Linked DNA regions of Sorghum bicolor: region 1 is linked to region 2. A link is a contact called in public HiCAR-type data. All regions are on one chromosome and are shown on one strand. Each heading gives the region's core, a stretch centred on a gene start, on an enhancer-like site or on the middle of the called end of the contact. The rest is flanking DNA. Distances are from core to core; before and after follow the strand shown. Region 1 holds the start of LOC8054107 (leucine-rich repeat receptor-like kinase protein FLORAL ORGAN NUMBER1). Region 2 holds the start of LOC8054103 (dihydrolipoyllysine-residue acetyltransferase component 5 of pyruvate dehydrogenase complex, chloroplastic).

The links. HiCAR-type assays count read pairs that join an accessible place to other places.
Region 1: a contact with region 2 is called in a HiCAR-type map of leaf, with 2.6 times the contacts expected there. The contact joins the promoter of LOC8054107 here to the promoter of LOC8054103 in region 2. A contact is called at or near these places in 1 of 4 Hi-C or Micro-C datasets (leaf) and 1 of 1 datasets of contacts at active chromatin or transcription factors (leaf).

The regions. Positions count from the first base shown.
Region 1 is chr8:6,460,971-6,466,850 of Sorghum_bicolor_NCBIv3, forward strand. It overlaps LOC8054107 (leucine-rich repeat receptor-like kinase protein FLORAL ORGAN NUMBER1), which reads right to left and starts at 1,517. Exons shown (of 4, transcript XM_021446289.1): 1 at 1,055-1,517; 2 at 499-596; 3 at 1-297. LOC8054108 (probable WRKY transcription factor 70) reads left to right here and starts at 1,690. Exons shown (of 3, transcript XM_002441885.2): 1 at 1,690-2,126; 2 at 2,279-2,386; 3 at 2,545-3,430. The coding sequence starts at 1,843. The coding sequence ends at 3,157.
Region 2 is chr8:6,385,807-6,391,350 of Sorghum_bicolor_NCBIv3, forward strand. It overlaps LOC8054103 (dihydrolipoyllysine-residue acetyltransferase component 5 of pyruvate dehydrogenase complex, chloroplastic), which reads right to left and starts at 1,426. Exons shown (of 6, transcript XM_002442888.2): 1 at 415-1,426; 2 at 131-322; 3 at 1-45. The coding sequence starts at 1,251. LOC8054104 (probable leucine-rich repeat receptor-like protein kinase At2g33170) reads right to left here. Exons shown (of 2, transcript XM_002442889.2): 1 at 3,355-5,544; 2 at 2,422-3,004. The coding sequence ends at 2,697.

The DNA of each region.
Region 1 (5,880 bases), core at 267-2,766, 75 kb after region 2:
TCTTCCTTCTGCACTAGCACATTACCTCTGCACTTCTTCAGCCTTCAGGTACTCAACTAGCCAAGCATGACAAAATTGCTGATTTCGTTACTTGGATCCTGAAGCAAAGGTCCTATCATCATTAGCATCTGCAGTATTACCCAATGCACATTGCCAGTCTTTTCTAAATGGCCGGTCATTTTTTTTTACTTCCTTTTTTGAACGAAGTGGTTTGTGTCATCTGTACGACTGTACCCAGTGCACATTACCCAAGCGAGGTGGTTTTGTGTCCTCTGTACATTCCAAGTGTAGAATCACCTGAACCATCGGCCCATCAAATCCATGCAAGGTTGACAGTTAGATGAACGAGGAGTGTTCAAAAATGTTAAAATCCATTTTATCACAGAAAAAAATGCATACAAAATGTTAAAATCTAGCATCAGAAATCACTGCCGAGTTGAAGTGTTAATGAACAAGTGCTACTACATGTTCAGCAATCTCTGAGCTGCTAGGACGTACCTTTTCTGAATTTCTGGAGAAGACCTTTTCCCATGATGGCTAGACTTGCCTTTGTTTGCTGACAGGGCATGCAGCAAATTCCCCACTCACCACCTCCTCTGCAGCAGCCGTGTTTTGTTCAGTGGACTGTGGACATGTTCAGCATAACTGATTTTTTTTTTCAACAACTTTCTATATTCTGCAAACATCATGTGTGGTGTGGTCCAACAAAAGGACATAAAATCTATTCTATCTTATATAGTGTCTACAAGATTCAAACTCTTGGTGCTATTTTTAATCAGCTACCAAAGCAGCAAGCAATATGCATCCTCACCTGCTAATGGCTCAGCATCGGTTCATCCCTTTGTAAAAAGCTGTAGGTTTCATACGTGGAAGAAGTGGTTCTACAAAAGTGGTAGTACATCTAAAGATACAATCATTATTCAGACCCAGCCTAGCTGCTATCTCAACCTCCTGAAGCTGCACAAATGGAGGCCACGCCGTCGATTAGGAATCTCGGTCGTGTTGGACTAGACCCCCCCAAATCGAGCTAAGTGCTACAGAATCTTCTTCTTACCTTGGCCTTCCCATGGTGAATGAAGGTTCCAACAACCTTCGTTCTTCCCTGCGGTGCGGTCGGATGAGAGAGCCACAGGTACGGTCGGTCGCCATCACCAAGCTTTCCGGCCGCCGGATGCCACGTACGCCACCAAGGACGGTGGTGCCGGAATCGGCGCCGCTGCAGTGAATGACGCCGGTCGCCGGGACCGAGAGAGAGAATAGTGCGCTGCCATCCCTCCCTGCACGACGCTAGCGCCTACGATTGGACGGCTATCCTGACAAAACAATTGGAAGTAGGGCCCTCGCCTCCCCTCCCACAATTGCATTGCTTCATCCGCCCACCGCGCACGCAGTCGATCGAGCATCACCATGGTGACGTCGCGTCCGAGACGTCACCTGCGTGTCGTCGTCCCCGTCGCCGTCCCCCCTCTCTTTCCACGATGCTTCCCCCCTCGCCGCTGCTGCTGGCTGGCTGGCTGGCTGGCTGGCGCCGCACATGCCCACCCGCCTAAAGAAGCTTAAATTTCACCGGGCCCGCCGCGTAGAAAACCAAAACCAGCCACTCCGTCCGTGGACGCCATCCACCGTAGACTCGCGCGCCCCCCTCCCTCTGCTTCCATAAATGCCAGCACCTACCTCGACCCTCGAGGGGTTTCTTCCTTGCTTGCTTTGCTGCTTGCTGCTGCCTCCAGTGAGTCATCACTGAGCTGTGAGCTGTGAGCTGTGGACCTGTGGTGGTCGTGTCGTGATCTTCTTCTTCTTCATCTTCTTCTTCCCTCTTGCTGGTTCGGTTGCTGTGTGGCCATGGCAGCGGCGGCGCCGTACGCGCGGGTGATGGAGGACATGGTGAAGGGGCGGGAGTACGCGACGCAGCTGCAGGCGCTGCTCCGGGACTCGCCGGAAGCCGGCCGCCTCCTGGACCGGATCCTCCACGCCATGTCCCGCACCATCGACACGGCCAAGGCCGCCGCCGCCGAGGAGGAGGAGGCGTCCGAGGTGCAGAGCGACGTCACCTGCGCCGGCACTGCCGGCAGTAGCAAGCGGAAGGCCGCTGGTGGAGGGGACAAGAGGGCCTCCTGTCGGAAGAGGTGAGCCACAGGCCTTCGCCGCCGAGTCCTCTTCTCTTGATCTAAAAATAGTTTTTTTTTTCTTTTTTCGCGATCGGGCCAAGCACGTACAGTATGATCTAAAAAAATAGTTTGCTGATTTTGTGCAAACCACTGCCGGATGTGTGTTGTAGAGGCCAGCAAGGATCATCGGTTGTGACGAAGAACATCAAGGATTTGGAGGATGGGCACTCATGGCGAAAGTACGGACAGAAGGAGATACAAAACTCAAAGTACCCAAAGTACGTTTCTACACCTATTAGATCAATCATTGTTAATCAAATCAAATATGGCAACCAACCCAACCTATGCATATGAGATGATGATCCTTTTCTTGGCACGAATTTCTGATTCCTTTTCATTTATTTGGTCGATGATCGATGATGCTCGGCGTGCGCAGGGCCTACTTCCGGTGCACGCACAAGTACGACCAGCAGTGCGTGGCGCAGCGGCAGGTGCAGCGCCGCGACGACGACCCGGACACCTACACCGTCACCTACATCGGCATGCACACCTGCCGTGACCCGGCCACCGCCGTCGCGTCGCTCGTCGTGCACGCGGCCGGCGTCACCGGCGACGACCTCCACCACCACGCGGGGTCCCGCCTCATCAGCTTCGCCGCCGCCAACAACAACGCCAGCGCGGCGACGACCAGCACCACCACCACCGGGAACACCACCAACCAACAACTGGCGGTCCTGCAGCCCCTGAAGCTGGAGTGCGGCGGCGGCGGCGAGCAGGAGGAGGTGCTGAGCAGCCTCACCCCGGCGGGGAGCTCGGCGGCCGCGGAGGCGATGCGGAACGGGAACGCCGCGGCGGCGGCGGCGACGACGACAGGGCCGGAGCCGGACCAGGGGGACGTGACGTCTGGCCTGCAGCTGCAGCAGTTCTACGGCGCCGGCGATGACCTTGCGTACATGGCGCGCTTCAGCTACGATGACACGTTCGATCTCGAGGACATTGTTGTGTTCGGAGCTCCGGATTCGATCACGGACATTTATGCTGATGAGTAGACCAAGGAATCGGAAGAAGATGGTGGAGCAGGACAGGTTGATGGATCGACGCGTATATACTGTGCGAAATTAAAATAATGGCTGCGCGGATCGCAATTCGCAATGCATAGTTTAGTTTGTATATATGAGTAGTAGCTGTTATCTACTCTGTTGTAAGATTATGTTGTAAGATTATGTTAAGAGTTTGTTCATTAGCTACTAGGAGCAGAACTGAAGAAGCTTTTGGTTGGCCTTCTACGAGAACAGCGGAACTTGTTACGCCTTGTGTTTTCAGTTGGGCCTTGTTTAGTTCCAGAAGAAAAAAAAATTTCGCTACACTGAAACACTTTCGTTTGTTTGTGGTAGTTATTGTCCAATCATAGACTAACTAGACTTAAAAAATTCGTCTCGTCAATTCCGACCAAACTGTGCAATTAGTTTTTATTGATTGATCGACGTGTATATACTGTGCGAAATTAAAATAATGGCTGGGCGGATAGCAATTTAGTTTGTATATATGAGTAGCTGTTATCTACTCTGTTGTAAGATTATGCTTAGATTATGTTAAGAGTTTGTTCATTAGCTACTAGGAGCAGAACTGAAGAAGCTTTTGGTTGGCCTTCTACGAGAACAGCGGAACTTGTTACGCCTTGTGCTTTGAGTGTTGTTCGCTGTCAAAAACAGAGAAAGCTCCTCAATGTCGTGCCCTGTGTCTTCCACTATGCGAAATTGCGAATACGGCCGCACTTTTCATTAGAGCAGGATCAGGTAATCATTCGCTTAACAGCACTGGTGCTGCCGTCGACATTCGACGTGACAGGGAGTACAGGACGTAGTATCTTCTGTCTACAGTACGGCTACAGTTAACAGATAAGCACGGAAGGCATTTCGCCCCTTTCTTCAAGGTCCCTAAATTCACGACTCAATTATTGTATTTCGAAAATCTGAATCTTGAAAAAAAAATCCGTGCATACATCTGTCAGTTGGTGAAAGTGAGATTCAGTTAAGTACTTCTACCTTCATCCTAAATTATAAAACGTTTGACTTTTTTTATACCAAATTTGACTACTTGTTTTATTCAAAAAAATTTATGTAAACATAGTCCAGTTTAAGTCATTTTTGAAGAATTTTTATTAATAAACCAAGCCATGATAAAAAAAAATAATATTTTACATAATTTTTTTGAATAAAACGAGTTATCAAATTTAGTGTCAAAAAAGTCAAATGTTTTATGATTTGGAATAGATTTAGTAATAACTATAAGTGCTAGTTACAATATAGATAGTACAATTAGAGCTACAGTTATTTTTGTTTTTTTGGATGGAAGCAGGTGACAAAAGAATTAAGAAAAAACAAAGCAAAAGGCGTGTTGACTGTTGAGACATGGGTTGGGGGCGGGAAAAAGAGGGATATGCGCAGCGACAGTTCTCACTGTAGGCGGGTACAAAAATAGCCCAACTCCAATTCCACGATCATTCACTAAGGAATTCAGCCATCAGCTACTCCCACAACTTTCTTTATTTGGAAATGATAATTTCCGCAACTTTTCATTTTTAGAAGATAACTAAGTTATACATATATATATATATATATATATATATATATATATATATGTTATAGAACATAACTTATTTCTATAAATTATACTAACAACTTGGCATAACACTTTGCAAAACTTATTACCATATGACTTATACCATATAACTTACAACTTATGCTAAAATTTGAAACACATAAGTTATAAAACATTTTTAAAATTTTTCTTTTGTCTTTTTTTCTCTTTTTATTTTTTATATAAGTCTATCAATTTTTTCTTTTTATATATGTTGTCAACCCTTATTTTATTTGGGCGATCCTTCACTTAGATTTGATGTAACAAAGGTTCAAACTATCTCCCCTTCTAGCGTGCTTTTTCCATAACCACCACTGATGTCATAAAAAAGTAAAACATTTATTTTAAAATGCTAGATATAAATTTTAACCATATAATTTGTAATTATTAACTTTCTGCACGTAACTTTTATGTCTAACTTTCTGTACGCAACTTTTATATCTAACTTTCTACGTGTAACTAGTAGATATTAACTTATAATTATTATCTTTTATGTCTAACTTTTTGCAAAGCTATTTGATTTATTATATTTTGTGCTTAACTTGCAGTTATTAACTTATATGTTAAAATTAGTTTAATTAAAATATGCTTAAGTTTTTGAACATTCGCTAAATTGTCTCGTCACAAATTATGTTGATAAACTTGTTCCATAAAATATTATAGATAAAAGTTATGCATATAACTTTATCATGTAGTAAGTTATATGTATATAAGTTATATGTATAACTTTGTCACAATGAAGGTATATGTTAAAGTCACATATATGAGTTATACGTAAAAGTTTGTTCCATAAGTTATACGTAAAAATTGTGAGTACAATTTTTCAAAAAAGAAAAGTAGCGAATTTTTTTTTGCCTAAAATAGAAAACTTTCCAAAAATAGAAAAATTACGGGATTTTTTTTTGCCAAAAAAGGAAAGTTGTGGGGCTGTCTGATCGTTCGCTAGATTCAAATCTACTGAACGTTCGCTATTTAGTGAAGCCGACAAAAATAGTCACTTTATATAGAGAGATACTGGTTGTCACTTCCTATGTAGAGAGATACTGCCTTAGTCCAAAAAAAAAAATACAATTATGGTATCAAATCGATCAACCAAACTTGATCAAATTTATAATAAATAGTATTAGCATTT
Region 2 (5,544 bases), core at 176-2,675:
ATCAACCAACTCCTTCCATTTCCTTGACAATGAATAAATGTCAAGCTGCCAAAAACAAAAGTTAGTAACCATTTATTTAAACAAATGATCAAAAATATCAACATTCATTGTGCGTGGTAAAGTGTTTGACCTTATCAGCATCTTGAAGAACCGGTGTAATCAACCCACCATCTATGGCCACTGCCACAGCAATGTTGATACTACTGTTGTATGTGAAGCTCTTCCCATCCCTGCAGCTGGAGTTGACTACAGGATGCTGAACCAGAGCCATTGCCGTCGCCTTAGCCAATAGTGCTGACATTGTAACCCCCTTTGACTTAATCTGTTAAAAAAAAAAGAAGAAAAAACTTACCCCTTTATCCAATCATCAAATTCATAAGACGATGGTCCTAAACATTGTGAAAAGATGCTCACTTTTTTGTAGAGCTGATCAAGAGCATCAGTCGTGATGGTGTACCCGACCCTGAATGTCGGGACGGCAAGGCTCTCCACCATGTTCTTGCTGACAGCACCCTGCATTGTCGTGAATGGTACCGTCGATCCCAATGGCACATCCGGCCGTGCAGCAGTCGCTGGTACGGCCTTCTTGGGCGCAGCAAGCGCAGACTCGACATCCTTGGCCACAATTCGCCCGCCGGGGCCTGACCCCGTGACCGAGAAAAGATCAACGCCGAGGTCCTTGGCGAGCTTCTTGGCGTAGGGCGAAGCAACAACGCGCCCCCCGCCTTGTGCTGCTGGCGAAGGCGGCGCGGGAGCAGAGACTGCCACCGGCGCTGGGGTAGGAGGTGGCGGCGGCGGAAGGGACTCTTCTTGAGCAGCAGTTTCTTGCGGAGGCGGCGGCGAGGGGGAGCTGGAGGAGAAGGAGGCGGCCTGCGACTGGGCGACCGGGATCTCCTCCTCGGACTCGGCGAGGAGCGCGATGGCGGAGCCGACGGGCGCGGACTCGCCGGCGGGGACGAGGACGGCGGCGAGGAAGCCGTCGTGGAAGGTCTCGACGTCCATGTCGGCCTTGTCGGACTCGACGACGACGACGGGGTCGCCCTTGGCGAGTCGGTCGCCCTCGGCGGCGGTCCAGGAGACGATCTTGCCCTCGGTCATGGTGGAGCTGAGCGCCGGCATGAAGATCTCCCGGATCTTGGCCTCGACACGGCATCGGCGGCGGGACGAGGACGGCCCCGGCGCGCCCGCGCGGCGGCGCAGCGCGGACGCCGAGGGGAGAAGCGTCGACTGGAGGTTGAGGAGGCCGGCCATTGCGGGGTGGCGGGGGAGGGGGAGGGAAAGGGAGCGTGGCGGGGAGGATTTGAGAGGAGTCTGATGAGATGGTGGTGGCTTGGCTGCTGCTGTTGTTGCAGCTGGCGGGGCGCTGCTGCCTTGGGAGTATCGGAGGCGCGGCGGATTAGCCGAGGACGACGAGGGGTGCAAAGGTTTGGGCTCGTCGCACCTGCTGCTTTGGGGATTGCTCCAACAAGCCCAACGTTTCCGCCAGTACTTTTTACCATTTTTTTTTCTTGACACTGAGGTACCTACGGAGTACATTGTTTTTCATTTTAAACAAGAAACATTTTTATTTTATTTAATTAAAAATATCAATACAGTATTGAGGTTACTTATAGGCTTATAGCTTATTATTATGCACTTCTATGTTTTTTTTTGAAGAAATATGTTTTCTTTATGCTGATTTCTTCTCCATTTGTGCTGTTGGCAATTTTTATTGGAGTGGACTTACTTTTATTCAGAATAATGTAGGAAGGATGCAAAGGGACTATATGTTTTATCTTTGCAGGATATTCTTTATTGTAAAATTTGAGCTTATCTGCCGAATCTGTCAACCATTCAGTAGTGTTTTTCTCTCACAACAAACCAGCGAACAGTACTTTTAGTCATGACTTATCAGCCAAGCAAACACGTGATTTTCTTGCATCTTATTTCTCTATATGGAATATCTAGTTTCCTTGAAATTTTCCTTAGACTAAAGCATTACAAAAGTAACCGTTTCTCTTAAAAATTGATACAGCTCATATACAAATTATTATGTGACACATAAACCTTTAAATAAGCAAAATAAAATGGAAATGTTGAGATATTCACATTGTTATAAAGTAATGCAAATTGAAGCACAAGAACAAAATAGTTTGACAAAAAACAATGGGTTCTGAGAGGAACTAGGAGGGTTTTCATTTGGAAGAAAATATGCACCCAACTTTGAGTTGAAGATGACTCAACCTGAGGAACTAGGATGCATGAGGAGGCCTTTCGTCCAAACCAGAAAAAAAAATATAAATATTTTCACGCAATGAAGATTAAATGTCGCACATTAGACAGCAGCATTAGCTTTTCGGGACGTGTTCGACTCTTTTAGTTAAACTACATATGGTTAATGCAAAAGATTGGTTGAACTAGTCTACATTGCAAAACGATGGATGATCTCTTATGAAAACACATACCCATAACCTTTAAGCTTCGCTCATAACCATCTCTGCATGTTACAGCATAGAAACCATATTACCACTCACTGCAAAGCAGATACCTATTACCCAATTCATCAAACATACAACAATCTACCATAAGCTAGGGTTCTATCTTCTATGGAACTATACAAGGACAGCCTGTATACTGATTACTGACATCCACAAACTAAACTAAGCTGAAACTCCAGCCGAGATTTATCTATGATTTTGTAGCAGTCTGCTGCTGATTCACTTTGCATTGAAGAGCATCCTCAAGACGTTGCGCATCTTTGGCCGAGCGTCCGGAGAGAGTACAACACAAGAGAGAGCGATGTTCAGGACTGACAGCATCTGGCTATGAACAGCAATTGAAGTTCCTGAGACCCTGGTGTCAAGGATCTGCTCCCTTTGATCAGGTCTGCCTGAAAGACTGAGAGCCCACTTGGCTAACTCAGTGCCATCACTGACAGATGGTTTTCCTGTCAGCAGCTCCAGTAAAATGACTCCAAAGCTATAAACATTGCCAGCCATCGTTAACCTCATAGTGTATGCATACTCTGCAATCAAATTTGACACAATTTTAGTATATGATCACTTGAGGATTTCAGAAACAAATGAACTAAAGTTCTGACTACTTGTTAAATCCATCCAGAATCAGGAATGACGTTTCTAATCAGACTTTTAGGAAGCAAAGACATAATTAGTTGGTACAGGCACAAGCAGATTTGTGGGCTAACTAGAACAGAATTTGAGGGTATGGTCCAACAGGTTCACAACACTCAAACAAATTACTTGATAATTGATTAAAGAGTTCATGATCAACTAGAAACAATTACATCAAGAAACAGTTTCAGAATAAGCTTAAAACTGTGATGCAGAAAAACTGAATCAGACTAGTATGTCTAACCTGGTGGAATATAACCAACTGTCCCAGCAATGGTTGAAAGGCTCCCAGTGCTCTTAGAAGGATCAATAATTTTGTAAAGCTCAATATCACCAATCTGAGGTTCATTCACTGTCTTCAAGTGGATAGTCCTGGTTGACAGGTCAAGAAGTAGAACCGGCTGAGTGCACCCATGAAGAAAGGTAAGCCCTTGGGCCACCCCCAAAGCAATGCTATATCGTGAAGGCCAGTCCAGAATATCTGACTTTGCACCATGGAGGAAGTCAAAGACTGTGCCCTTGTGTACATGCTCATAGAGAAGGTATGCATTGTCCTCTGTTAACACATAAGCTAATGGCACCATGACATTGGAATTGCTTAGCTTTCCAAGTACCTCAATTTCATGACCAAACTTTTCTTGGCTCCCAATTTGAAAGATCTTGTCACTCCAGTTAAGCTTCTTCACATAGTAGGTTGAACCATTAGGCATAACAGCCTTATAGTAGGTGCAGAACCGTGTCTTCAGAAAGATATTGCTGTAATTGGAGACTGCTTCCATTGCTTTCATAAAATCAATCGCAGAGGCGTGTATGCTATTCATGGTTACGAGACGACCACTGGTGATTTGAGCAACACCCTCTTCAGATGGTGATTGTTCGTCTTCAATACGATAAACTTTTTTGGACAACGACAATGTAACAATAACAGCAAGCAAACACAATCCAATAAGAGCACCGGCCAGAGCAATGATGATTATTAGAAGAGTGTGCCTTTTTTTCTTACTACCAGTGTCCACATTGCTAGTTGTATTTGTAAGGCCAGGATTTCCAGTGATATTGACTGCCGCTTGTTTAGGAAGTACCGGAAGGGACCCAGAGAGTTGGTTATAAGCAAGAATCAACTCTGTCAAGCTATTAAGACTCCCAATTGAGGTTGGTACCTGACCTGACAAGTTGTTGTATGAAAGATCAAGAATCTCTAGTTCACCTAAATAGCCAATATTTGAAGGAATATTCCCGCTGAGAAGGTTGTGGCTAAGATTAAGTGTTGTACTCAAGCTGGCTGGCATTTCTGGGATGGAGCCTGTTAGCAGGTTGTTCCCCAGGTTGAGCTCAATTAGATTCTTCAGCAACGAGATTGAAATTGGAATCACACCACTGATCTTATTGGCTTGCAAATTCATGCTGGAAAGATTTTGTAAGTTCGTAATTTCAACTGGTATAGACCCACTGAATGAGTTGTAACTAAGATTCAATGCATTCAGGCTTATGAAATTGGAAAAAGTGCTTGGAATAGATCCACTGAAATTGTTCATCTGAAGCTTCAGAACAACCAGATTCTTAAGGTTGCCAATCTCATCTGGCACTTGACCTTGTAGCATATTAGATGCCAGATTCAAAAGGGCCAAGTTCTTGCATTCACCAAGGTTAGGGTGGATATTGCCCTCCAAATTATTGTTGTCCAACTCAAGATAGGCTAACTTTGAGGCATTACTAATTGAGTCTGGGATTCCCCCACTGAGATTGTTTGTACCAAGACGAAGGCGGACGAGACTTCTAGAAAACTTGGCATCAACGTGCCCTTCAAGATTGTTGCTTGTGAGATCAATCGTCTCCAAATTCATACCTAAGAAGAGATCCGGAGGGATCCTCCCACTGATCTCATTGTAACTCAAATCCAGCATCTTCACATATTTGGTAACTCCAGGGGAGATCGAACCATTCAAACTGTTCTGGTTGGCTGCAAACCTAGTCAGCGTTGTCACATTAGACAGACTCGCTGGTATTTCCCCAGACAGATTATTGGATGAAAGGAGCAAAGTCTCGAGCTTGGGGAGACTCGTGAAGTTATCTGGGACAGTGCCAGTTATATAATTCTGACTGAGATCTAGCAGAGTAAGATTTTCATATTTAAACAAGCCCGGAGGGATTGAACCACTCAACCGATTACGAGACAATACCAACTCCACTAAAGAGCTGACCATACTGGTAGGAACATCACCATTCAACTTATTGGCACTAGCGTTGAAGCTCCTTAATTTGGGGAAAGAACCGAATTCTGCACTCAGATTTGTACTGGCAAAGGAATTGAAGGACAAATCAAGAACTTCTAGCTGGGGGAAACCGGATAAATCACTGAGCGAATTAGCCAACTGATTGGTGCTCAGATTAAGTGACTGCAACCCTTCTTTCATGGAGCAAGTAGAGGCGAAGA